Regions from separate parts of the Mus musculus genome. Here all the other regions are linked to region 2. Evidence: chromatin contacts called from public HiChIP or PLAC-seq, Micro-C and promoter capture Hi-C data. All regions are on one chromosome and are shown on one strand. The core of a region is the stretch at or near the end of the contact, and the rest is flanking DNA. Distances in the headings are between cores, read along the strand shown. Region 1 holds the start of Mau2 (MAU2 sister chromatid cohesion factor). Region 2 holds the start of Comp (cartilage oligomeric matrix protein). Region 3 holds the start of Tm6sf2 (transmembrane 6 superfamily member 2). Region 4 holds the start of Gdf15 (growth differentiation factor 15). Region 5 holds the start of Kcnn1 (potassium intermediate/small conductance calcium-activated channel, subfamily N, member 1). Region 6 holds the start of Mast3 (microtubule associated serine/threonine kinase 3). Region 7 holds the start of Cilp2 (cartilage intermediate layer protein 2).

What was found. Promoter capture Hi-C pulls out the DNA fragments that hold promoters and counts their contacts. Hi-C and Micro-C count contacts between places; a contact is called where the count stands out from the background. HiChIP or PLAC-seq counts read pairs in DNA pulled down with a chosen protein or histone mark.
Region 1: a contact with region 2 is called in an H3K4me3 HiChIP or PLAC-seq map of embryonic stem cells, with 2.8 times the contacts expected there. The contact joins the promoter of Mau2 here to the promoter of Comp in region 2. A contact is called at or near these places in 2 of 39 promoter capture datasets (the C10 cell line and second pharyngeal arch cranial neural crest), 1 of 115 datasets of contacts at active chromatin or transcription factors (embryonic stem cells) and 1 of 9 other capture datasets (liver).
Region 3: a contact with region 2 is called in a promoter capture Hi-C map of embryonic stem cells. The contact joins the promoter of Tm6sf2 here to the promoter of Comp in region 2. A contact is called at or near these places in 8 of 39 promoter capture datasets (the C10 cell line, cranial neural crest, embryonic stem cells and 4 more), 1 of 484 Hi-C or Micro-C datasets (embryonic stem cells) and 2 of 9 other capture datasets (adipose tissue and pancreatic islet).
Region 4: an H3K27ac HiChIP or PLAC-seq map of microglia shows a contact between it and region 2, with 5 times the contacts expected there. The contact joins the promoter of Gdf15 here to the promoter of Comp in region 2. A contact is called at or near these places in 6 of 39 promoter capture datasets (cranial neural crest, embryonic stem cells, frontonasal cranial neural crest and 3 more), 2 of 115 datasets of contacts at active chromatin or transcription factors (microglia and trophoblast stem cells) and 2 of 9 other capture datasets (adipose tissue and pancreatic islet).
Region 5: a Micro-C map of embryonic stem cells shows a contact between it and region 2, with 1.6 times the contacts expected there. The contact joins the promoter of Kcnn1 here to the promoter of Comp in region 2. A contact is called at or near these places in 2 of 484 Hi-C or Micro-C datasets (both in embryonic stem cells) and 1 of 115 datasets of contacts at active chromatin or transcription factors (pancreatic cancer cells).
Region 6: a contact with region 2 is called in a FOXA1 HiChIP or PLAC-seq map of pancreatic cancer cells. The contact joins the promoter of Mast3 here to the promoter of Comp in region 2. A contact is called at or near these places in 1 of 39 promoter capture datasets (pre-B cells), 1 of 484 Hi-C or Micro-C datasets (embryonic stem cells), 1 of 115 datasets of contacts at active chromatin or transcription factors (pancreatic cancer cells) and 1 of 9 other capture datasets (pancreatic islet).
Region 7: a contact with region 2 is called in a promoter capture Hi-C map of embryonic stem cells. The contact joins the promoter of Cilp2 here to the promoter of Comp in region 2. A contact is called at or near these places in 2 of 39 promoter capture datasets (embryonic stem cells and liver), 1 of 484 Hi-C or Micro-C datasets (embryonic stem cells), 1 of 115 datasets of contacts at active chromatin or transcription factors (embryonic stem cells) and 2 of 9 other capture datasets (liver and macrophages).

Annotation. Positions count from the first base shown.
Region 1 is chr8:70,041,444-70,044,321 of GRCm38.p6, reverse strand. Mau2 (MAU2 sister chromatid cohesion factor) reads left to right here and starts at 1,588. Exons shown (of 19, transcript NM_001376946.1): 1 at 1,588-1,930. The coding sequence starts at 1,637. It overlaps Sugp1 (SURP and G patch domain containing 1), which reads right to left and starts at 1,535. Exons shown (of 14, transcript NM_027481.3): 1 at 1,242-1,535. The coding sequence starts at 1,275.
Region 2 is chr8:70,371,790-70,374,859 of GRCm38.p6, reverse strand. Comp (cartilage oligomeric matrix protein) reads right to left here and starts at 1,312. Exons shown (of 19, transcript NM_016685.2): 1 at 1,213-1,312; 2 at 922-1,007; 3 at 436-487; 4 at 1-55. The coding sequence starts at 1,288. Gm51533 (a long non-coding RNA gene) reads left to right here. Exons shown (of 4, transcript XR_003947399.1): 1 at 1-1,394; 2 at 2,355-2,412.
Region 3 is chr8:70,071,133-70,074,259 of GRCm38.p6, reverse strand. It overlaps Tm6sf2 (transmembrane 6 superfamily member 2), which reads right to left and starts at 1,336. Exons shown (of 10, transcript NM_001293795.1): 1 at 1,171-1,336. The coding sequence starts at 1,265. Sugp1 (SURP and G patch domain containing 1) reads right to left here. Exons shown (of 14, transcript NM_027481.3): 12 at 3,001-3,127; 13 at 2,609-2,738; 14 at 1,913-2,454. The coding sequence ends at 2,428.
Region 4 is chr8:70,630,742-70,633,686 of GRCm38.p6, reverse strand. Gdf15 (growth differentiation factor 15) reads left to right here and starts at 1,592. Exons shown (of 2, transcript NM_011819.3): 1 at 1,592-2,354. The coding sequence starts at 2,075. It overlaps Gm34154 (a long non-coding RNA gene), which reads right to left and starts at 1,124. Exons shown (of 2, transcript XR_870495.2): 1 at 832-1,124.
Region 5 is chr8:70,855,499-70,858,549 of GRCm38.p6, reverse strand. It overlaps Kcnn1 (potassium intermediate/small conductance calcium-activated channel, subfamily N, member 1), which reads left to right and starts at 1,542. Exons shown (of 10, transcript NM_032397.3): 1 at 1,542-1,618.
Region 6 is chr8:70,790,563-70,793,716 of GRCm38.p6, reverse strand. Mast3 (microtubule associated serine/threonine kinase 3) reads left to right here and starts at 1,284. Exons shown (of 26, transcript NM_199308.2): 1 at 1,284-1,491. The coding sequence starts at 1,403.
Region 7 is chr8:69,886,137-69,889,051 of GRCm38.p6, reverse strand. It overlaps Cilp2 (cartilage intermediate layer protein 2), which reads left to right and starts at 1,660. Exons shown (of 8, transcript NM_026818.2): 1 at 1,660-1,764; 2 at 2,520-2,618; 3 at 2,784-2,915. The coding sequence starts at 1,701. Yjefn3 (YjeF N-terminal domain containing 3) reads left to right here. Exons shown (of 6, transcript NM_001353930.2): 5 at 1-65; 6 at 1,030-1,264. The coding sequence ends at 1,235. Gm33746 (a long non-coding RNA gene) reads right to left here. Exons shown (of 3, transcript XR_379069.4): 1 at 2,782-2,915; 2 at 2,145-2,458; 3 at 668-2,058.

The DNA.
Region 1 (2,878 bases), core at 339-2,838, 330 kb after region 2:
TTGAATTCAGATGTCCACCTACCCCTCAGGAGTTGGGATTAAAAGCATTCCTATTGTCGCTCTGCCTAATTTTTTGGTACAGAGCAGCTCACAAAACCTTAAAGCCCGTTTCAGTGCGTGGCTGCCAATACACCCCAGGAATCCACCTGTGTCCAGTCCGAAGTCCTGTGCTTTCAGGCACACAACAGTACATCTGGCTTTTTTACATGAGTACTGAAGATGGGGAGCCAGGTCCTCACTCTTGGGCAACAAGCATTTTAACTACCACCATCTCGTCAGCCCTTAAATTCTAAATGTTGAAAGCAAAACTGACTCCCTAGACACTACCAGAGTTGACACCCCTAATTATTTCCATTTCATTCATAACAATCTCCAAGGAGACAATCCTAGTCCACTCTGAGGCCTATCCAGCCTCTGTGGTGAAACCTCTGCCTTCCTATAGACAGCATCTACTCATATGGAACATCTTGTACTCAAGAAAGACTTTTCATGGAGCCAGAGAGATGGCTCAGAGGTTAAGAGTGCTTGTCACTCTTCCAGAGAATCCAAGCAAACATCCAGGTGGCCTACTATAACTCCAGCTCCAGGTACTCACACACAAAGACATAAAGACAAATGGATTTTTAAAAACTGTTAAGCCTTCCCTGACCTTCAATATATTAGCAGCATCCAACCTCACGTCACGAGAACTAGTTCTTTGCAAAATTTGCTTCCAGGTGCACTGACACGCAAGCTTAGCACAGCGTTTGGCACCCAGCAAGTGTGGAAGCATATGGTGAATGGGCAAATGCATTTCATCCTAGGGGCACAGGGAGAGCTAAACCCGTAACCGTGGGAAACCGCCCTGGCTGACCCAGTGCAGTTCGGAAACGCACATTTCCCACAAGGCAGGACCCAAGCCAAAGGGGACCGGAGGGGCAGGAGGGATGTCCCAGGCTGTCCGCTGTGGATGCCACCGGCCCGAGAGCAGTTTATTGGGAAAGCCCATGCGGTTCCCACCCGGCGCCCAGGCCTTTGAGGGAGACCAGGAGCGCTCCTCAGCCACGGGCGGGGGTTGGGGGGCGAACCCGAGTCTGGGGTCTCGGCAGACCAGAGAAGGGCACACGCAACGTTACTGTAAGTTTCCCTGGGGCTGAGGCGAGAAGTCCGCGTGTCAGGTCCGTGACAGAAAGTAGGGTGAACAGGAGACGTGCAGTCGCGAGAACCCAGGCGGGCGGCGAAGGGAAGTCGGGGGATGTTACCTGCAACATCCCGGTTGTCCATCTTGAGACTCATCCAATCCCACAATGCTCCGGCGCCACCTGAGAAGAGGGAGGCTCTGTTATAGTGCGCTTGGTCTGATGGTAAATGTAGTCCTTCTCCGACAATCTCGTCCAACCCCCTTCTAGGACACCGGGCGTCTTCTCCACAGAAACGCCGGCGTCAGTTCACGAACGTGTATTACTCTCAGTTACGATGATGCAGAGGTATCATCCTCTCCTCAGAGTCTTCCTCAGTCGGAGCCACTTCGAACACACACCATAAGACCCAGAAGTCCTTGCGTAGCAGTTCTCGCGAGAATTGCGGGTCGCCAGGCCCCGCCCCTCAAGGTGCTTCCGCCTCTCTGTGGAGGCGGCTTGTTGTTGTGCGGGCCAAGATGGCGGCACAGGCGGCGGCTGCGGCGCAGGCGGCGGCTGCAGCTCAGGCTGCCGCCGCACAGGCCGCACAGGCCGAGGCAGCCGAGTCGTGGTATCTGGCTCTCCTGGGTTTCGCCGAGCACTTCCGAACATCTAGCCCGCCCAAGATCCGCTTGTGCGTTCATTGCCTGCAGGCCGTGTTCCCCTTCAAGCCGCCTCAGCGGATCGAGGCCCGGACGCACCTGCAGCTCGGCTCGGTGCTTTACCACCACACGAAGAACAGCGAGCAGGCGCGCAGCCACCTGGAGAAGGCGGTGAGTGTGCGGGCCAGGCGGGCGGGCCGCGGGTACCGGGGACTCGATCCTCTCCGCCTCGTCGGGCTTGGGACTTCCGAAGGCCTCGCCCTCACCTGCGGTGACAGACGCGGCTCCGCCACGCCCTCTCACCCGGGAACCGGGAAAGTTGTCCCTCTTCAGCTACTTGGTGCTTGCATCGGGGACCCTCCTAGTCGGGTGGCCGCGGGAACAGGACCCAGAGCGTCAGCCTAGAAGCACCTACCTAAGGAAGAGATGCGAGCTCCCTGACGTGTGAAAGCGAGGTCGCAGGAAATCTGAAAGTCCAGGACTTCTGACAGTCAGGTGTCTAGGTCTGGAGTCCCAGATCCTTGTGGCATGGATATTGGGGAAGGTGAGGCCTTCAGCCTCTTGTTGAACGTTGTTGCCTTGTGAGGACCTGAAGTGCAGAAAGTAGCTTCTAGAGTCACTTGCACCTCGGGGGTCTGGAGGTCAGTCTCACTGTTGGTGGCTTCTTCTCCCACCACGAAATGGTCCATCTTTGAAAGAGTCCCCACTCCGCCTCCAACTTGATTTGTGACGTCTTGGTGCTTCACAGAATTTCAAGAGGTAGCTGTCATTCAGCTTCTCAGTAAGACTTGTTTCTTCTCATGGCAACTGTGTCTCTTCCACACCTCCGCCTCTTTTTTGCCATTTTCCTATCTTTGTTTCCTTGACTATTCAGATGTTTAATGTTCTGACCTGCAGACAGTCTAGTAAATTGCCTTCAGGAGGGGATCAAAATTCTTGTTTCCCACACTGTGCATAGTTAGAGCTTCTAATCCTCACTGAACCAATAAACTTCCTTATTTCAAGAGTGAAACCGTATAGGCTTAGCTAAGTAAAGTGATTTAGCAAAGACCACACTGTGTGAAGTTTGGGTTTTTTGTTTGTTTTTGTGTTGGGGGGGGTTGTCGTGGTCTTACACGA
Region 2 (3,070 bases), core at 63-2,562:
GCGCAGAGCGGCACTGGCCGCACGCTCAGGCCTGGAGTGCGTGCGGGCTGCATTCCTGCGGACCCGCAGAAGTTAGGCCACGCCCCGGAGAGGAGCCAACCTGGGCCACGCCCAGAGGAGGCGCCTGTCCGGCCCCGCCCACAAGATGGGCTTGACCCCTCCCGGGGTGGGGCCGCTCAGGACCACGCCCCTCGGGGGGTTCGGTTTAGCCCAAGCTGGGACTGGGCAGGTCCGAGCGCGCGCCCTCCGGCCGTGCGGTCCTCCTGCCAGCCCTGTCGTTGGTCTTCGCGCATCTCCCAGGCCTTCTCTCCGTCGTCCAGTCCGCTCTGTCGCTGTCTGCTTTCGCCCCCGCCAGCTTCCTTCCCCAGCCCTTTTCCTCCGTTTCGCTCTGTGCCCCCACCCTTCCTCCTGCCCTTGGGTCCGGTCTATGCTCACCGCAAGCATCACATTCCATCACCGTATTCTTCAGGAAGGTGATCTCCTTGACCTGCCGGGCAGGAAGTCAGCGGGACCCCTTCCCATGCGCCTCCTCTCGGTCCCCCTCCTCTTCCCACGACCCCTCTTCCTGGGAAGCCCGGTGCCCACAACCACCCCCTTTACATCCGCCTTTGCACAAACCCATTCCAGAGTCCCTGTCTCCCTATCTCTGACTCTGTGCATCTAGTCCCAGAATCCTGTCCCTGCCCCTGTTTCCATCCTCTCTGTCCCACGCCCTGTCCTCTCTTCCCTGCTCTGTTTTTCCTCTCTGTCCTTTTCTGTCCCTTCTGTTCCCCGCTCGTCACTGCGATGTGCCTTCTGCACCTGTTCTGCCCCGCGCTGCCTTTCTCTCTCTCTCTCTCTCTCTGTTCTCTACCATTCTTAGTCCTCTCTGTATGCCCCTGTCCCTGTTCTGTCTCCACGCTGCTGTCTCTGTTTCCTTACCTGCTGTCGCAACAGCTCTCTCACGTCTTGCAGCGCCGCATTAGTCTCCTGAAGTTCTCGCAGCATCTGTGGGGCCAGGTCTCCACCTGCGTCCACAGGGGCCAGTGATGGGCGACCCAACCACTCCATCACCCCTCCCGCCACCTCCGGGGCCATCCAAGCTCCACCCGCCGCTTCATTTTTCAGGAACCCCGGACGTTCCTGGAGAGCAGACCCCAAGTTCTGAGGAGCAAGAATCATGAGCCTGGAGGGGCCTCCTGTCCAACCATGTCCCCTACTAAGCGGCTTTACCCAGCGGGATCTGGCCCTGGCCTGTCGCCCGCAGGATAGCCAGGGCGAGCACTAGAACGCAGGCAGTGGGGCCCATGGCGGCGGAGCTGCAGCTGCTGTCTGCGCCTTCGAGCCCGCGGCCTATTTATCCCCGCGCCGGGTCCGGGACAGCCCCCGCGGCCCTGCCCAGAGCCCGCCACAAGGTAAACAGGCCGGGCTCTGCATTCAGGGCCGCGCCCCACAGCCCTGCGGGATGACCCGCAGCTGATCAGTATATGGTGGGGTCTGAGGAGAGAAAGGCATGAGCCTTGAAGAGTAAATTGGGGCTCTCCACTCACTCTGGTTCACCACTGAGTGCCTGTTGTATGCAAGACAATCTTCATCTGTCCCCGTAGATAGCATTGGGGAAACAAAGTCATAAGTATTCAAAAGGTCCCAACTCACCCACTCTGGCTCCCACACTCCCTCCGCACTTCAAAGTCCTGCAAAAGGGACCTATGGGTGTGACTCAGCCCAGGTCAGCAGGAGGTTGTGAGGGTTCCTCCGCCCCCCTCCCCGCACCTTCAAACAAACAGAATTCTGAATAAACGATGTCCTTGCCTCAACTTCCCCTTTTGCACTGTTGAGGAGGCAGTGGTGGTGCTGGGGATGGGGTGGAGGAAGGAACCTCAGCTTCCCTGGGGTTCTCTTCTCACTGGACTGCACTAAGCTTTGTTCCCCAGCCACCAGGGAGACAGCCTGTCATAAAAATAAGACTGGCTGGGAACTGAAAATCTTTCCCGGGCCAGCCACACTCTGAGCTGTAAAACACCTCAGCTTTAACCCTCTCCACCTGGCCTTCCAGGACTCACAGCTTACATCTGTAAACAGAGAAGCTGGGCTCAGGGGAGGGGGGCTGGCCCACTTGGGGCTGCTGCAACCCAAGAAGATCTCTTGCTCCAAGAAGAAACCATGGAGGGCTGCCTGGGGGAGACAGACAGTCCAGGGAACAAAGAGAATAAAAAGATCAGTCATAGGAAGCAGGGGGGTTAGCTCCAGTGGTGGGGGCAGGGAAAGAGGTGGAAGTTGGTGGAGCATGTCGGACGGAGGGTATGTGCTTGTAGATTTCTGGTACATCCATGTTTTACACAAATGTGCCTGTTGTGGGTCATATCTCCTACTAGGTATCTGCTGGGGAACACTGGAGGAAGCAGTCCCCGGCCTCTGTCAGAGGCAGCCAAGGTGGGTCTGGAAATGGTTACACTATTACCCAGAGGTGGTGGGGATCTAGTGGGAACTGCTGAGCAATAGTCCTCAGTAGGAATGAGCCTGGGATTCTTGATAGATGAACACCACACATACAGTGTGCTGGCAAAATCCTGGGGCTTAAAGACAATCAGGGAGTGAGGCTAGCCAAGAACAGTGCCCAAGTTGTCTTTGGACTCACGGGGGCAGGGGGTGGAGGGGGACGGAGGGCAAACAGCCCTGCAGAGGAAGGCTGGAGGTGGCTGTGTTCCGAGAGGCCAGGTCCCAATGGCTGAGCTACCTCCTGTTTTCTTTGGCTCCAAACACGTGTGGGGCTGTTCTTGCTGACCAGCGCTGGAATTCTCCAGAAAACCACCACTACTGGGCAGACTTGTGGCCTCCCAAGTGCCTCCTGCAGCTGAGGCAAGAGCACACAGCAGCCTAACGGGTGACTGCCACAAGTCAGGCATGGGGCTGGGGCTCAGGACCATGTCGCTGGAGCCACAGCCACAGTTGGGCCCTAAAGGGAGCTGTGGGAAAGGGAGTCAGAACTGAAGGAAGGGAAGGAGCTGAGCTGGTGCTGAGGACAGTAGGGAGGGGACAGCAGGGAGAGGACAGCCTGGGCTCACCCCTGCTGCTGGCTTCCATAGGGCAG
Region 3 (3,127 bases), core at 87-2,586, 300 kb after region 2:
CTTGGGTGAGACCTCCTGGAGGAATTATTCAGAAAGTGTCAGCAAAGGAGAATGAGACCTGACTTCTCCATCAGTGGTTTCTTGGTTAGGTTTTCTACTTGGCAAACTCCTACTCATACTTCAAGGCTTATCCATATTGCTCCCACTGGAAGCCCTCTCTGATTTCCCTATCTCTGTGTTTCATCATTAGCTAATACTCATTCCTTTGGATTTGCCAGGTCACTCATTGAGCCTCACCCTTCATGTGGTTGGACTCTGATGGGAGGGAATCTAGTATTTTCTTGAGGCTCCCAGTTTCTCTCAACTAAAGTCCAAATGTCTCCAACTGCACTTCCCTATTCTTGCTCAGTTACACCGAAGTTATACAGTCTGATAAGACAGTTCAGCTAGCTGCATAGATAACACAAGCCAGGTCTCTGGGCTTCCCTTAACACAGCTGGACAAACAAACCAAAACCCAGAGAGGGGAATCCACCTGTCTGGTGCCACACAGCCAGTTTTTGTTCAATTCTCCTAAACTACCCAGGCCCACATTTCATAAACTCCATCCTGGTTTTACTTAACCAAAATGCCAACACTAATCTTGACACTGCACAGAACTTGTGATCCTCACCCATGACGATAGTGAAACCCAGATAGATAAAGAGACCTGGGCTCCCAAAGGGCACTTGGCTCACTCAGACTCTCAGGAGACAGGTACCAGGGAGTCAGACCTATGGCTAAGGCCCTCTCTATCCCACTGTTTGAGTTAACTGAGCTTTGGAGTGAGGGGATTGCTGGACCTCCGGGGTCTATCTGAAGATAGAAGTCAGGGACAGGGTGCTCATTGCTTGTAGGGGGAGTTAACTCTAGGCCTGAGACAGAGACGATGGTACAGGGCATGCGTACCAGGGAAGTTGGGTGAGTTGGGCTTTATCTAGGAAAATACTTTGACCCTGGGTGACTTTGGAACTGGCACAGCATACATCCCTGGAATACTCGTAAATGCCACAACCCACTATGGCTCCACATCACCTTTCCCCAGAAACTTACAACTTCATCTTCCTGACAGCGCGGCTGGAGAGGGATTTCTGCTTGCAATGGCGTTCCCCCGGCCCAGCTCCCATCCTATGGGATTTTGCTACCCCTCATCCTCCCTCCAGCCCCATGGTCCTCATGGACGAAAACGCACTGTGAGAACGCCGAAACTTGATTGAGTAGGTAGGACACTGGCAGGGCGCAGAATGACATTGCCACAGTCCTGCCGGCTAGGGGCGGGATGTCCATGGCAGCGGCACCCCGACCCCGGCGAGGCCTCCAGGACGCTTGGCTCCGTGACCGCAGCGCGTCAGAGCTCTGAGTTGCCAGGAACCTGCCTGCCCCCCCCCCCCCCCCCGCGCGCAAAGGTCGCCCCGCGCAGGAGCTGGTCACCACCCTTTCCTGTGTTGAGGTTCTTGGCCAGTATGCGGAGGGGGTGGGTGGGGAGTGCCGCCCTACTATCAGGAGACTCCGCCCATAAGCTCCCTTTCTCAGTCCTTTTATCCATTGCACAGCGTCCTTTCCCAGTTTTCAGCCGTCCCACATCTGCAGCCATGCCCCCTTACCTCTACCCAGCTTATAACTCCGCCCCCATACCCTAGTCACCTGTGGGGCTGAACTGTAGAGACTTCCCTTTACCGAGTCCACAATAGTCCCTTACCTAAGACCCATTCACCTCTCCTAGCCCTACTCACAGGCATTAGCTCAAGAGTGCAGCCACGCTCTACATGGCCCCGCCCCCAGGCCCTACACTCACAACTTGTACACACTGCAGTCCAGCCCCTGGCCACACTCCCACTACTCAGCTCTGCCAACTCTAGGACCTTTTGTGTCATGCCCAACCAGATCTTGGGAGAGGGAAACATTGGGGAGATGGAAGACCAGAGGAGCAAGACTGGAGTACTCAGATTTATCATTCTTATTCTCTTGAGGACTTTGACTAGCTGGAGAGGTCTGGGGAGGATCCAGGGCAGCACAAATGGGATGAAGCTGCAAAGATTGACCATCACGGGCTCCAGCTGGGCTCTTGCAGCTATGCAGTGAGCAATACATGAGACAGCCCAGGCCTCTGCCTCTAGACAGGCCCTACCCATACTCCAGCTGTGCCCAGTCCACACCAGCCCATGCACATATCATGAAGTGTTTGGAAGCCTCTTTTTCCTCTGCCTGGGGTAAAGTCTGAATCAACTGGCTGGTCTCCAGTTACTGTGAACTCAATGAGCCTCAGTGGGACTGGAGGAGGGACAAAAGAGGTTTCTGGCAACAGCAGGAACTGGAATGCTGGACAGGTGAGCATTGGGACTTTAATACACAGCACAACACTTGTGACCACAGGATAGAGATGGATGCCAGAACATTTCATAGTCCAAGGATGGCCGATCTGAATGTAGACTTTGTGTTTCCAGAATATTCAGTAGTAGGGCCGTCTGGGGTTGTTCTGTGGAAGCCCAAAAAGATCAAAGGAGTGTTAGTGGAAAACTATAGGTCCTCCCTCCACAACGTTGCAGGCAGCAGAGCTGACATCCTGTGAGGGCTACAGCAGGGGTTTTGTCATCTCTCTCAAACTAACAGGCAGTCAGGGAGGCACGCACCAGCGGGTTGGGCCGGAATCGGTAGGCCAGCATCATCCTCTTGCGGAAGGCCTCGTACTCATCATCCTCCTTGGAGAGTTCAGCTGGCCGGTCGATGCCAAAGCCAGCTCCATCTATTGTGGTGGCACCCCTGTGGAAGGAAAACCAGCAGTCATGAGTAGGAACCAGGATGAGACAGACAGGAAGGGCTTCTGGGGTACTGGGGTGGGGACTGGTGGCAGGGTTGGCAGGTCCTAGATTCACTCAGACATGGGGTCAGAGGCCAGCTTCACGGTCAAGCAGTGTGGGTAGCAAGGCTTTACATACTAGTTAAACCAGAACTAGTTGTCACTAGCTGGAACCTTAGGACTTGTCCATCTGTGTGCTCCCGCAAGCCCTGTGGCAGCACTCACTTGTTCACTGGGTTCTTGATGCCCTGGCCCTCAGTGCCCAGCCCCTCGCCCTCTTTCCAGCCCATCTTCATGAGCATCTGGTAGCCAATGTTTTCCACCGTCAGCTTAAACTCCTTATATTCTGAGT
Region 4 (2,945 bases), core at 343-2,842, 260 kb before region 2:
GTACTCAGGTCACATGGGCATCTCTAGTTCTCTACCACAACTTGTGGTGACCCCACGGGATGAAGCTGAAGGTATAGTTGGTCACACACAGCAGTGGGTGTGTGTTGAGGGGGCACAGATGCCTGGCGAAGTGGGATCCTAAACAGGAAGCCCTGGTGACTTTTTTGAAGGGGCCTGTGTGGGTTAGGAAAGTTGGGACCCATCACAGGAAGACACCGAGGGCCAGAGAGGCAACCTGGGCTGGCTGAGGTTGCATCTGTCTGCGGCCTGTGGGGTTAGGTGGGGTACAGAAGTGCTGAGAACATCGAGGCCTGTCCCAGCATCCAGACCGCACAGGGCTCCCCGTGTGGGAGTGGGCAGCTGCTCGGCCCACTCCCGAGCTCCATATCTACGAAGCCATCTGCATCCCAAGAGACTTTGGGCCGTCCCCAGCCTCAGTTTCCCCACCTGTGACCCATGATGGTCCTGTCTCAACCTCTCATCTCACGCAGCAAGACAGCTGTATCCTGATCCTTGGCCTTTGCTCTGCAGCGCAGAGAGGCTGAGAAACTTGTCCAAGGTCACATGGGACCGCGGGATAGTCCCTCAATTTGTAGCGTGCACCCCCGGCCCCCGCTGTACCCCTACCCTGACGATGTAGACCACAGCAGCCTTTCACAGAAAGAGAAACTGAGGCTCAATGGCTGGCCTGGGACCAGAAGACTGCAGTATTATCCTCTGGGATATGATTCGGAGATCAGCAGCTCGCCCAGGGCAGAGAATCCAACTCTGAGACTTAAATTTGGGGGAAAACGGTCAGAGATGAACATAATCCCAGAACCCCACTCTCACCGGCCAGGTGGCCACCATGCTGTGCCTCCTCACAGAGTGCAGATACCTCAAAACTGCCCACAGCTGCGATCCCAAGGGCGGTGCCACCTCTCTCCACATTGATCTTTAAGAGTCACCCCCGTAGGCAAAGGGTCCTGGAGCAAACAGGTAGTTCTGGGCAGTGCATCAGGGGTGGGGCTTGGATCTGAGGAGGAGTGGTCTGGAATCAGTTTGGGGAGGGTTCTGGGGGTCATCCTGGTCTTGGACAAAGGAGATGGCGGGTGAAGACTTACCATGCACCTACCTTGTCTTCACAGGGGGACATGGAGTAACCCTAGTCAGTCATTAACCTGGAGTGACCCCACAGGTCAGAGGCCACCCAGCAGTATGTAAATACTGGGAGGGACCCCAGCAGGAGCCCTTGATGACACCTGGTGCCCCTCCTTGCTCACTCCTGTCTTCCCCAGAGGCCCTAACTACAGCCACTACCCTTTCAGGGCCCAGGCTGACCGTGGATGGGGCTCCTGGCACCTTCATCCTCCTCCTCCATCTTCTATCTGAGCCTGAGACGAACTGCCCACCCCCTCCAGCCACCTGCCGCCTCCTGTTTGGAAGGAGGCCCGCAGCAGATTTCCTCTTCCCTCCATTCCCAAGAGGAACCCCTGGTCTGGGGATACTGAGGCAGGCACAGGGCAGGGCACGTGTGAGCATCCAGTCATCCTGAAAGGTAAATCTGGTTCCTGAAGCGACAACTGTTCGTACAGGGTTTTGAAGGATTGGTAGGAGTCCCACAGAGGACACCGAAGAGGTGCAGTCCCTGATTTGTCCTTATGTCCCAGCCCATTTGGGCACGGCTGTAATGTCTACTCCTGGGACACTGAGGCATAGGGGTGACTTGCCTGAACTTGCCTTTTCTAGGTTTTCCTTGGCTTCACCTTTGATGGGGGTGGAGGGAGGAGGGAGGGAGAGAGGAGGAAAGAGAGAGGGAGAGAGTCCTGGTCCCAAGAGGAAGGAAGAAGCCACTTGAACTTCAGTCTGGACTCCATCACATGTTCTGTGGGGACGATCAGCCCTCACTCAGGTCCCAGCCCGGCGGTTTCCCTCCCTCCCACCCCCTCCCCCTGCGGAGCCCTGGGATTCCCGCCCGAATTAGCCTGGTCACCCGAGTTGGCATCGCACACGGGGGCGGAGCGGACAGAGTCCAGTGGGTATAAAGGCAGCTGCAGAGGGCTTAACTCAAAGACACACTCAGGACACAAGCGACATGGCCCCGCCCGCGCTCCAGGCCCAGCCTCCAGGCGGCTCTCAACTGAGGTTCCTGCTGTTCCTGCTGCTGTTGCTGCTGCTGCTGTCATGGCCATCGCAGGGGGACGCCCTGGCAATGCCTGAACAGCGACCCTCCGGCCCTGAGTCCCAACTCAACGCCGACGAGCTACGGGGTCGCTTCCAGGACCTGCTGAGCCGGCTGCATGCCAACCAGAGCCGAGAGGACTCGAACTCAGAACCAAGTCCTGACCCAGCTGTCCGGATACTCAGTCCAGAGGGTGAGTAGCAACCAGGGACCCACTTCAGGAACACCCTCTCCAAGCTCCAACCAACACACTCAAGTCCACGAGCCCAGCCCAGCTTCCGAGACTCAGTTTCCCCTGCTGTGACCTCTGGAGCTGCCAGCAGCGGGCTCAGCCAGAGTAGGACGGATGACCGTCCCTAGACCGGAGCTGGACAAATGATGTCCAGAGAGGTCAAGGTCGCTCCTGGAGATGCACAGCACTCGAGTTGGGGAGGACATGGGGGAAGGTTAGAGGGTCCTGGAGGGAAGAGGGAGGGACAGGAGCCAGGTTGGGAGCCAAACGGAAAGAACCTGCGGGAACTGGATCGGAAATCTGACGCAATCGCTTGTAAAGAGACTGCTACAGTAACAAGTGACAGTCGCTTGGATGGGAGGGAGGAGGATCCAGGGGACTGGACTCAGCTCTGGGACCCAGCAGGGCTGAGGGCGGGCCCAGGCTGATTTGGGTCACGCCCCCTTACAAATCCGCTAGGGTTGTGTGAATCCAAGCGAACTGTAGCTCTCCCTAAAGATCTGCAAAGCTACACTTGGATGTGGTGGCGCATGTCTGCCATCCTAACTACTC
Region 5 (3,051 bases), core at 293-2,792, 480 kb before region 2:
GTCTTAGAGGCAGTGACTGCTGAGCCTGTGAACTCCTTGATTGTGGTCACAGGCACCATGGGGGTGCATGTTGAGACAGGCGCCTGGAGGAGAGCTAGATGGACAGTGAGCACCCCAATTTTGATGACAAACGGGGGCATGCCCCCAATCCCTGGGGGCTGTGAGAGGCTGAGGTGTGTCTCAGGAGACTGAGTGCTTTGCCAGTGTTTATGACGCCCTGGCTTCTGTTGTTAGCACGGAACAAATGGGGCTTGGTGGCCCAGGCCTATCCTGTCAGGTAGGACCTGAGAGGTAGAGGCAAGATGGCCAGTTCCAGGCCATCCTCAGCTCTATAGTAAGTCTGAGCCTCACAGATATGAAACCCTTTCTAAAACAAAAAGCAAAACAATTCCTGGGTAGGGGGTAGGCAGGGAAGGCCCACAGCCACAGGCTGAGGTGGCCACATGCAGAAGGTTTAGGGGCTGGAGGCAGAACCTGGTGCTCTTGGCCTGTCCCTCTGTGGTGTCTCCTGGAACCTGCTTACATCTATCACCCCAGGCTGGTTCCATCTGGCTCCACCTATGTGGATAGTGCAGATGTGGTCCCCAACACCTGGACTGTCACTCTGTTGGTGGCTCTGCTGGGGCTCAGTGCTGTCACTGCTCCCAGGCCACTTGCTGGCCACACATCTGCCCCTCAGTCCTTCCTGAGGCCCTCTAAACTGCAAAGACATTGGGCCAGGAAGAAGCAGGAGCTGGGTGGCTGGGGTGGGGGTGGGGAGGGGATTAGGGAGGGGATACACACACTCATCGCTCGGCTGCAGGCAAACCTCAGCTCCCCAGCTTGTCAGTAATCACGTGACTGAAGGGGCGGAGACTAGACTCCTTGGTCTCTGGGATGTCTTAGAAGACACCTGAAACTCCAGCACCTTAGGAAGTAGGCTGAGAGGAGGATTTCAGTGAGTAAATTCAAGATCAGCTTTGGCTACAGAGCTATCAAAACAAACAAACAAAACCCAAGACCACAAAAAATGTTGCATGAGCTGGAAAGGGGGGCCCAAAACTGTCCCAGCGCTCAGGAGGTGAAGGGAGAAGGAACAGAACTTCAAGGCCACTCAAGGCTAACCTGGACTCCCTGGTAAGTTCTAGCGCAGCCTGTACTTCACAGTGAGTTTGACGCCAGACTAGGTTATGTGAGACCTTGATTCAAAACAAAAACTTTCATGAGTGAGCTCTGTAAGTTTGGCTTGAATGATGGGGGCAGAGCAGGTTCGGGGGTCTCCCCAGCCCTGATGATTGCAGCTGCCTGGAGCTCTTTCTGCCCGCAAGGCTAATAGGGTTTAAGATCGGGGTCCCTGAGGTGAGCGGGCTTGTCTGTCCCCAGAGATGAGGTCCAGGTGTGCAGGATCACCTGCAATAGCCAGCTGCCTGTGCACAGATGCCCATCACCGGGGTTCTTATTCTTGCCCAGTGCCCAGGAGGGAGCTTTAAGCATGGGCGGAGCCTGCGGGGTCATGGGGGTGGGGCCTGGTGCACTCAGCCAATCCAAGGCGCCGCTCATACGGGGCGGCGCTGCTCCCCCTCCCTGGCCGGTCTCGGCGGGGACGCGCTGGCACGAGGGTCCAGGTCCCCGCCCGCAGGTATTGGCGAGAGGAAGCGGGGGTGAGGGGGCTGGGGGGGCAGTAATAGCGGGTCCCTGGGCTATGCGACTAGGGACGACGCTGGGGATGGTGTTGCCACGCGGTCAGGGGTCAGGGACACAGAAGAGAGGGTGCGCGTGTCCCCCGGTGAGGGAAGATTGCGAGTGGGAGACGCTGAGTCCATAAAGTCCATGCACAAGGATGGATGTGATACGGCCAGTGACATGAGCACTCTTCGGCCACCCTAAACTGAGGTCAAGGTGCTCAGTGACAGCACCTGGGCTGCCAGACTGGCCTTGTAAGCTCCCTGGTAGCCGGTGTGCAAAGGGCAAGCAGAGCCGGGCACCCTGAGGAGTCAGTGAGCCTGGTGAGAAGAGCTCTGGCACCCTTCCTCAACTCCATTTCCCCACCAGCTGCTGGGGAGGCCACCTGACACAGGTCTAGTGTCTTGGGAGTTTCTGTCATGAGCCGTTATCACTGTGGTTCCTACAAGAGTTGTGGGAGGTGGGTGCCTCCTTGAGACTCACAGCAAGGGACACCTATTGATCCGATTTTATTTTATTTTGAGACAGGTTCTCAGGTAGCCCTAGTTGGCCTCAAAGGCCAGGCTAGCCTTGCTGTTTAGCACCTCTTGATAGGTATGTATCACCAGTCCTAGCATGGCGACTTACACCTGCCATCCCAGCACCTGGGGTTTGCCACAGTGCCAACCTGCACTATAGATTGAGAGCCTGTCTCTAAAGTAAATAAATAAAATTACAGAAGACAAGAGAAAACGGACTGAGCTGGTACCCCAGGCTCCATGACAGAAAGCAGCTCTGTCCTCAGCTCACAGCCACTCGGGCAGAGCCAGCCTGGTTCCCTGTCAAGGTCCTGCCCTCAGCCACCGCCAGGCTGTGTCCCTTAGTCTGTGTCTGACTCGGTGCTGGCAGAGGATCCAGGGGCCACCCAACCTCCCTCAGCTTTGCTCTTCTTTTTAAAACCAGAAGAGGTATCCCCCTTGTGCCTGGGGCAACAGACAGTCCTTTTAACTGGAGGCTCAAAACACAGCCAGCCCAGGACTGGTCACTGAGCCCTGCCTGCTCTGCATCTGTCCTGTGCCAGCCAGCCTGCCCAGGAAGAGGCTGTCTCAGGGAACAACATGGCAGCACCTAGGCTTGGCATATGTGTCAGACAGCTGAGTCACAGCCCCATATTGCCTCTTCACCTGTGTGTCTTGCAGGCACCCAGGCCACCTTGTCACCTGCTGTTGGTAGCTTGAGGGGCAGGGGGTGCTCATGGGCCAGGATGATTGCAGGGCATGCTGGTGTCTGGGAGGTTAGGCGCTGGGGAACTGAAGCAGACTTTGAGCAGGGGTCGGTAGACACTGACTTTCCAGATGATCCTGGACTCTCCTGAGCCTTGGAATGTTCTGGAATGGCCAAGGTGATGTT
Region 6 (3,154 bases), core at 35-2,534, 420 kb before region 2:
CCAGGCAAGCATTCTGCCAGCACAGCTATATCCCTCTTTCTTTGAAGTTACTCTTTGACATTCTTCATCTGTCTCCTTATCTGAGATCAAGGACTACCTTGAAGTCACCCCTAGATGTCCCAGAGGCAGGTAAACTGTAAGTGTTCAATAAATGTTTATCAAGTGAATAAATGACTGGATATGGGTTTGTGCTGCAGCCAGCAGCATGGGAAACGCCTGACGTGGCAAAGAGCCTGGAGGAGACGTGGCAGAGTCTCAGAGTGACTTGACAAGGATGAGTTGGGGAAAACCTGGGTGCATGTGCCTCAGTTTCCCCAGCTATCTTCTTGCACCAAATATAGGATCTGAGCTTCAAATCCGAGCAAGGCTCTGATCCGGTGTCTAAAAGTCCAGGGAGTCGGGTGCTGTCAGAATGACCACTGGCTACCTAGGACCTGGGGGAAAAGGACATATTCCTTTGGTTTGTAGTATATATGACTTATCGCCTTTGGTAATGGCTTTCGTGGCCATGCACACTGCGTTCATCGCAGACATCATACAGATGGGAAGGAAAGGGGAAGAGCCAGGCAGGGCTAACACCTCCAAGTCAGAGGGCAGACCCGTCACAGCCTGCACTACTAGCACCGCCAAAGCTCTACTCCGCCGTCCAGGCCCTAGCAACGCCCCACCTGCTTGTTGTGGCCCTAGCGACGCCCCGCCCTCACCGCGCAGTGCCCTAGCAACGGCCAGGTAGCCCCGCCCCCCCAATGCTCAGAACCATAGCAAAGCCCTGCCTGGGCTGCTGAGGTCCATAGCAACGCCTCGCTCTCCTGTCAGGGTGCCTCTCCTGGTGCTTAGAGCTCTAGCAACAACCTGCCTGTGTTGCTGAGGTCCATAGCAACGCCCCGCCCTTGCTACCTAGAGCCCTAGCAACGGCCAGGTAACCCCGCCCCCTATGCTCAGAACCCTAGCAAACCCCTGCCTGTGCTGCTAGGGGGCCTAGCAACGCTCACGTTAGTCCCAGAGCCCTAGCAACGTCCACTACGCCGCGCCGATCTGCTCGGGGCCCTAGCAACGCCCCGCGCTGTCCCTCAAGGCCCTGGCAATGCTGGGCACCGACAGGCGGGTTCTAACTGCGCTCCATCCCAGCGCTTCCGGCAGAGCTGTAGCAACAAAAGCTCCTTAGTTGGGGACCCTAGCAACGCCCCGCCTAGCACTGTAGCAACGCCTCGCCCCCCTTCCTCCTCCATCACGACGCCACGCCCCCTCAGGCTCCGCCCCGTGACTGGGCGGGGCTCCCAGCCGGGCTTCCTCCTTGCTACCGCGCGCGCTCCTTGTTGCCCGCGGCCACTGGGCCGCTCTACGGGGCTCAGGCCGAATCCGGCCGATCTGGCCGAGGCCCGGGCAGACGGAGGGCGGCAGCATGTCCGACCCCAGCTACTGGACCGCGGTCGCGGCCCCGGGGCACCGCAGCCGCCTGGCCAAGGGTGCGCTGCTACAGCGTTCCAAAAGGTAGGGACGGCTTGGGGCGCAGGGTCTAGCTGTGGACGCCGGTATTTGAACTTGGGACTCGGGCCTTGCAAAGCGATGAATTTGGGAAGAATGAAGCAGTCTGTTCTGGACACTCAGCGGAAATGTTGGCGCAGATGCAAATACTCATGGCCCAGACTGACGAGTGGGTGGCAGGTCTACAGCCAAGAAGGCATGCTTCTCCTCGGCCCAGGTCCTCCTTTGCAAGGCACAGAGGCCAAGAGAGATGGTGCCTCAACTGTCGACCCAGGTTCTAATTGTAAGATAGCTTTTACCGTGCGGTGTGACTCCAGGTAGTTCTTCAACCTCTCTGTGCTTGTGTTTCTCTGTATTTAGGTTAGCATAGTTGGGAAAAGTCTGAGATGCAAGGACCCTGAGTGCTCGATCCAAAGCTTCGACTGGGCCTTGAGATAGTGTGGTGCCTACCATGGCTTACAGGCCTTTTAGAGCAAGGAACAGTGTAAGCAGTTGGCATTTAATGTGTGCTCAAGTGAGATGATCCAGGTTCTCTGAGGCGTCCAATATGGTTGTTTTCAAGGTCTTGTCTAAGCATAAGGGAAAGGAACCAACCAGTCTCATTGGCTACCGGTGCAGGACCATGGGACAGCAGGGCAGGGAGAGGATGTGGCTGCCAGTGTGTGTCGTGTGCAGAGGGGGGGCGACAGGAAGTCTTGCAGGGCCCTTTGGGTTCCGCTTCTGCACCCACACTTCAGCCTAGGGGGCAATTCTTTACCCTCTTGGTAGCTGGTAGCCCCGATTTCCCTGTGTGAAGAGCAGGTACAGTTGGTGGGTCCCCCAGCTCAATGCTGGTTTGTACTGTGTCCACACCTGTGGCTTAGCTGACTCTGGGGGCGTGGCCTCCTGTAGGCAGGCTCTTAGAGCATAGGTCCCCCAAGGCCAGCTTCACAGGGTGTGTTGATTTTGTGCACCTTCTGGTTGTCCTGATGGGGAAAACAGAGCCTCCTGCAGCAACAGACAGGCTGGGCTCAGCTCCCTAAAACCTATGCCCTTTGCTGCCTGCGGCACCTCCTATCTTGGCCTGCAAACTGCCCTTCTGTTACCCAAAACCCTCCCTGCCTCCTTAGGGCCCCTCCTGTCGCTCCCTCCCTGACACTTTTACAGAGCTGCGTTGGTGGAGGGCTGTGTGGGCTGCTCTCCTTGCCTTCAGTCAGAGCCGCCGTTGCTGGGTGACTGTAGGGGGCTGGGAAGGAGGGCAGGATCCCTGTGACTTCAACTCTGCCAAGGTGGAGGCGAAGCTCAGGGTCTGGTGGGCAGAACGGGCCAGAGACCTGGGCTGGGGGATCAGGGCAGGTGGGCCGAAAGGGACATGGGTTTGTATGTAGCCCACACTGTAGCCCCCAATTCAGAGACTGGATTGAAGGGGTGTGATACCACAGACTGAAGCATTAGCTCTTTGGCAGGATCTTGGGAAGGTAGGGACAGCAGGTTCAGGGACAGGGAGGGGGAGTGGAGCTGGCTTCCTACAACCACAGCCTCTGGGCATCTCCTGTCTCCACCAGACATCTGGGTGTGCCTGGCTGCCATCATGGTGTAAGATGAAAGGCCAGGGGCTGGGAAGGAAGAAGTCAGTGTGTCCTAGTCACCTGACAGTGTCCCCACAAGGCTAGATGGGTGTTCTCCCACC
Region 7 (2,915 bases), core at 411-2,910, 490 kb after region 2:
CGCGCGCGCGCTGGCCACGCTGAAGCGACTCTCCATCCCGCTTGTGAGCCTGGACGTCCCCTCAGGCACGCCACCCAGGGACAGCCTGGTTACCCTAGCCTGTTTTTTTCCATCCATCCTAAATTCTACCCCTCTGCACCCCCCTCCCCCAACTCGGTTTTCCTTGTCCAACTCTTTCAACCTCGGTTTCCGCGTCTGCCCCCATCGTATTTCACACCCGCCCTGAGGATGGGAGCGATACAAGTGGCTGTCCCAAGTGACTCCGTGTCCCCTTGGTCCGAGTGCTCAGCTCCACGGGCACCACCCACCACCAGTCCTGTGAGCTCACTCGGCAGAGGCCACGCCTGCCAGGCCAGAGCTGCTAAGGACAAACAGCGCTCAGCCTCTCGTGGGGACTGCGTGGGGGTGTCCCCTAGCTACACTGCTCCAGGACAATCCCCGACCAAAGCCGAGGCATATCTAGTCCTAGGGGGATACAGTAGGTGGTCCCGGAAAAGTGAGGGATTCTGCAGTTGGAAGCCTCTAATCAGAGAGAGGAGCCGGTGGCTCTGGTTAGTGCCTGAGGCAGGAGAGAAGTCCTGGTTGCTGGTTCGTGGACTGGGTGGAACCGAAACTCCTGGTGGTTTGGGGAGAGGGCAGAGTCCTAACAAAAGTACCACGAGGTGGGTCAGAGAACCAAGATGTCTCAGGTCGGAGGGGGAAATCAAATACGATAGGGATGTGGGGGCACAGTTTAGAAGGAGGGGGGTCTCGGGTCACAGTACAGGGTGGGGTAGAGAGGCTGAGGTCAGACCCGAGGTGGGTGAGGAAGGTCTGATTTAAGCAAGGCGCGGTTCCTAACCTCTGCGGAAGGAGACACGGCTCAAGGCAGAGGCTGGGTCTTGGCAGACTAGCAGTGGAAATGGTGTAGTCGGAGGGTGGAGGCGGTTTGCGGTTAGCAGGTCTGACCGCTACCCGCGTGCGTGGAGGGAGGCAGAGCAGACTTGGTCCCGGGCCGGAGGTCCTCAGCTCCCCCTCTTCCGCCCTCAGGCTGGGATGCGGAGGCTGGCGGAGACGCAAAGGACGCGGTGCAGCCCGATGTGCTGGTGTCCCTTGCAGCGCCCAAGAGCTGCGCCGGCCGCTTCTCCGGACGTCTCCACTTTGTAGCCGGCAGGTTCGTGCCTGATGACGTCCGCCGAAAGTTTGGCCTGCACCTGCCAAAATATACTGGCACCGACTGCGTGGCCTCACTGTGAACCGCACCAATAAACATCTCCACCACCTCTCCCCTGCCTCTTTTGTGTACCAGGCCAGGGGGTGGGCGGGTGGAGAGGAGACTTCCCTCCGGGTTTGTGGGGAGGAGCTGCGCCGTGGAGTTTCTTAGAATGGAGAGCAGACCCCTGCTGGGGGGTGGCCTCCAGTACTTAGGACCGAAGTTTAACAATATAGAGAACGTCCAGCATCCTAGGGCGCCAGCAGCTTCAAGTTTCAGACCAGAGGGAGCCAGGCACACAGCACGGGACCCAGTTGGAGAAGGAGGGGGGAACGCAGGACACCGGGCAAGGGCAGTCTAAGGGCGGAGGTACCGCGGGAGGCTTAGAAGACCCAGTCTGGTGTGCGGGGGCGTGGCTTGTGGCCCGTTCCGCCCTTTTAGGTCCAAGCAGCGGCTAGGCCCGCCACAGTCAGATCTCAGAGCTTCGCAGAGCAGTTCGGACCTGGCGATGGCATCACCTCTGCCCTTGCTCTATCTCTGCCTTGCCGCCTTACACCTAGCGGGAGCGCGAGGTGAGATACCTTGGGAACCACCCCCTACACACACACACACACACACACACACACACACACACACACACAAACAAACACACCAGGACGACAGCCGCAGGCACAGAAGCGGGCGGGGGAGCACCTCATGAGCGTCCCAGAGAGCCGGTGAAAGAAACCTCTTCCATCGTCGTCCCAGGAAGGTCCACTTGGCCAAGGCTTTGAATTGTAAATCATCAGGTTTCCAAATCTGTGCCAAGGGGTCGTAGCTGTCTCTCCGCGGGGCTGGTGACAGTCCTATTTCTCAGAAGGCTGGGGCTCCAGGAAGAAGGGGTTTGTCTGAACCTGTCTGCCTTCCTATTCCACCCCGGAAAGATGGAAGGCCAGAGAAACCAAGGACTTACCTGTTGGCACCTTGCGTCCCACCTAGAAAGACCCGGGAGAGTATATGGCAGGAGGGGACTTCCAGGAAGAGACTGCAGCGGTCTGCGGGTAGAGGCAGAGCCTAATACACTCGACTTGTGTTTGATGAACATTTGAGCCTAGAGGTGTAGTGGGACATAGAGTCGCCAGATCTGCGGAGTGACAGGGCTTCAGGGTCCGCTGCTAGTAATGGGAAGGCTTCCTGGAGTGGGTGCTGCTGCAGTCCCCGGGGCTAGAGCTGGCCTCTCAGATCCTCAGTTTTATATCCCGTGAAATGTGGTAGTCAATGTTCCCCCTGTTGCACCAAAAGAGGGGTCTCAGTGGTCCCTATCTTGTGCCTCCTCGAACTCCCACAGATGCCACCCCCACCGAGGAGCACACTTCAACCGCCAGGGGTCTTCAGGGACGGCCGCCAGATACCGGCCAGCCCTCGCCAGCCCTGGAAGATTGGGAGGGTGAGTCACCTCAGCAACCCGCCTGTGTGATCTGGGCCTGGTGGGGTCAGTGGGGAGGGTAGGGAGAATGAGGAGTCCTTGGACATCACAGCTCCTTGGGCCTCAAGGCTCCAAGCTGGAGAGACTAGGGAGGTGGGACCCGGGCTCAGCGTGCGATGCTCACAGAGGCCAGCGAGTGGACGTCGTGGTTCAACGTGGATCACCCGGGAGGAGATGGCGACTTCGAGAGCCTGGCCGCCATTCGATTCTACTATGGTCCCGCGCGGGTGTGCCCGAGACCACTGGCACTGGAGGCGC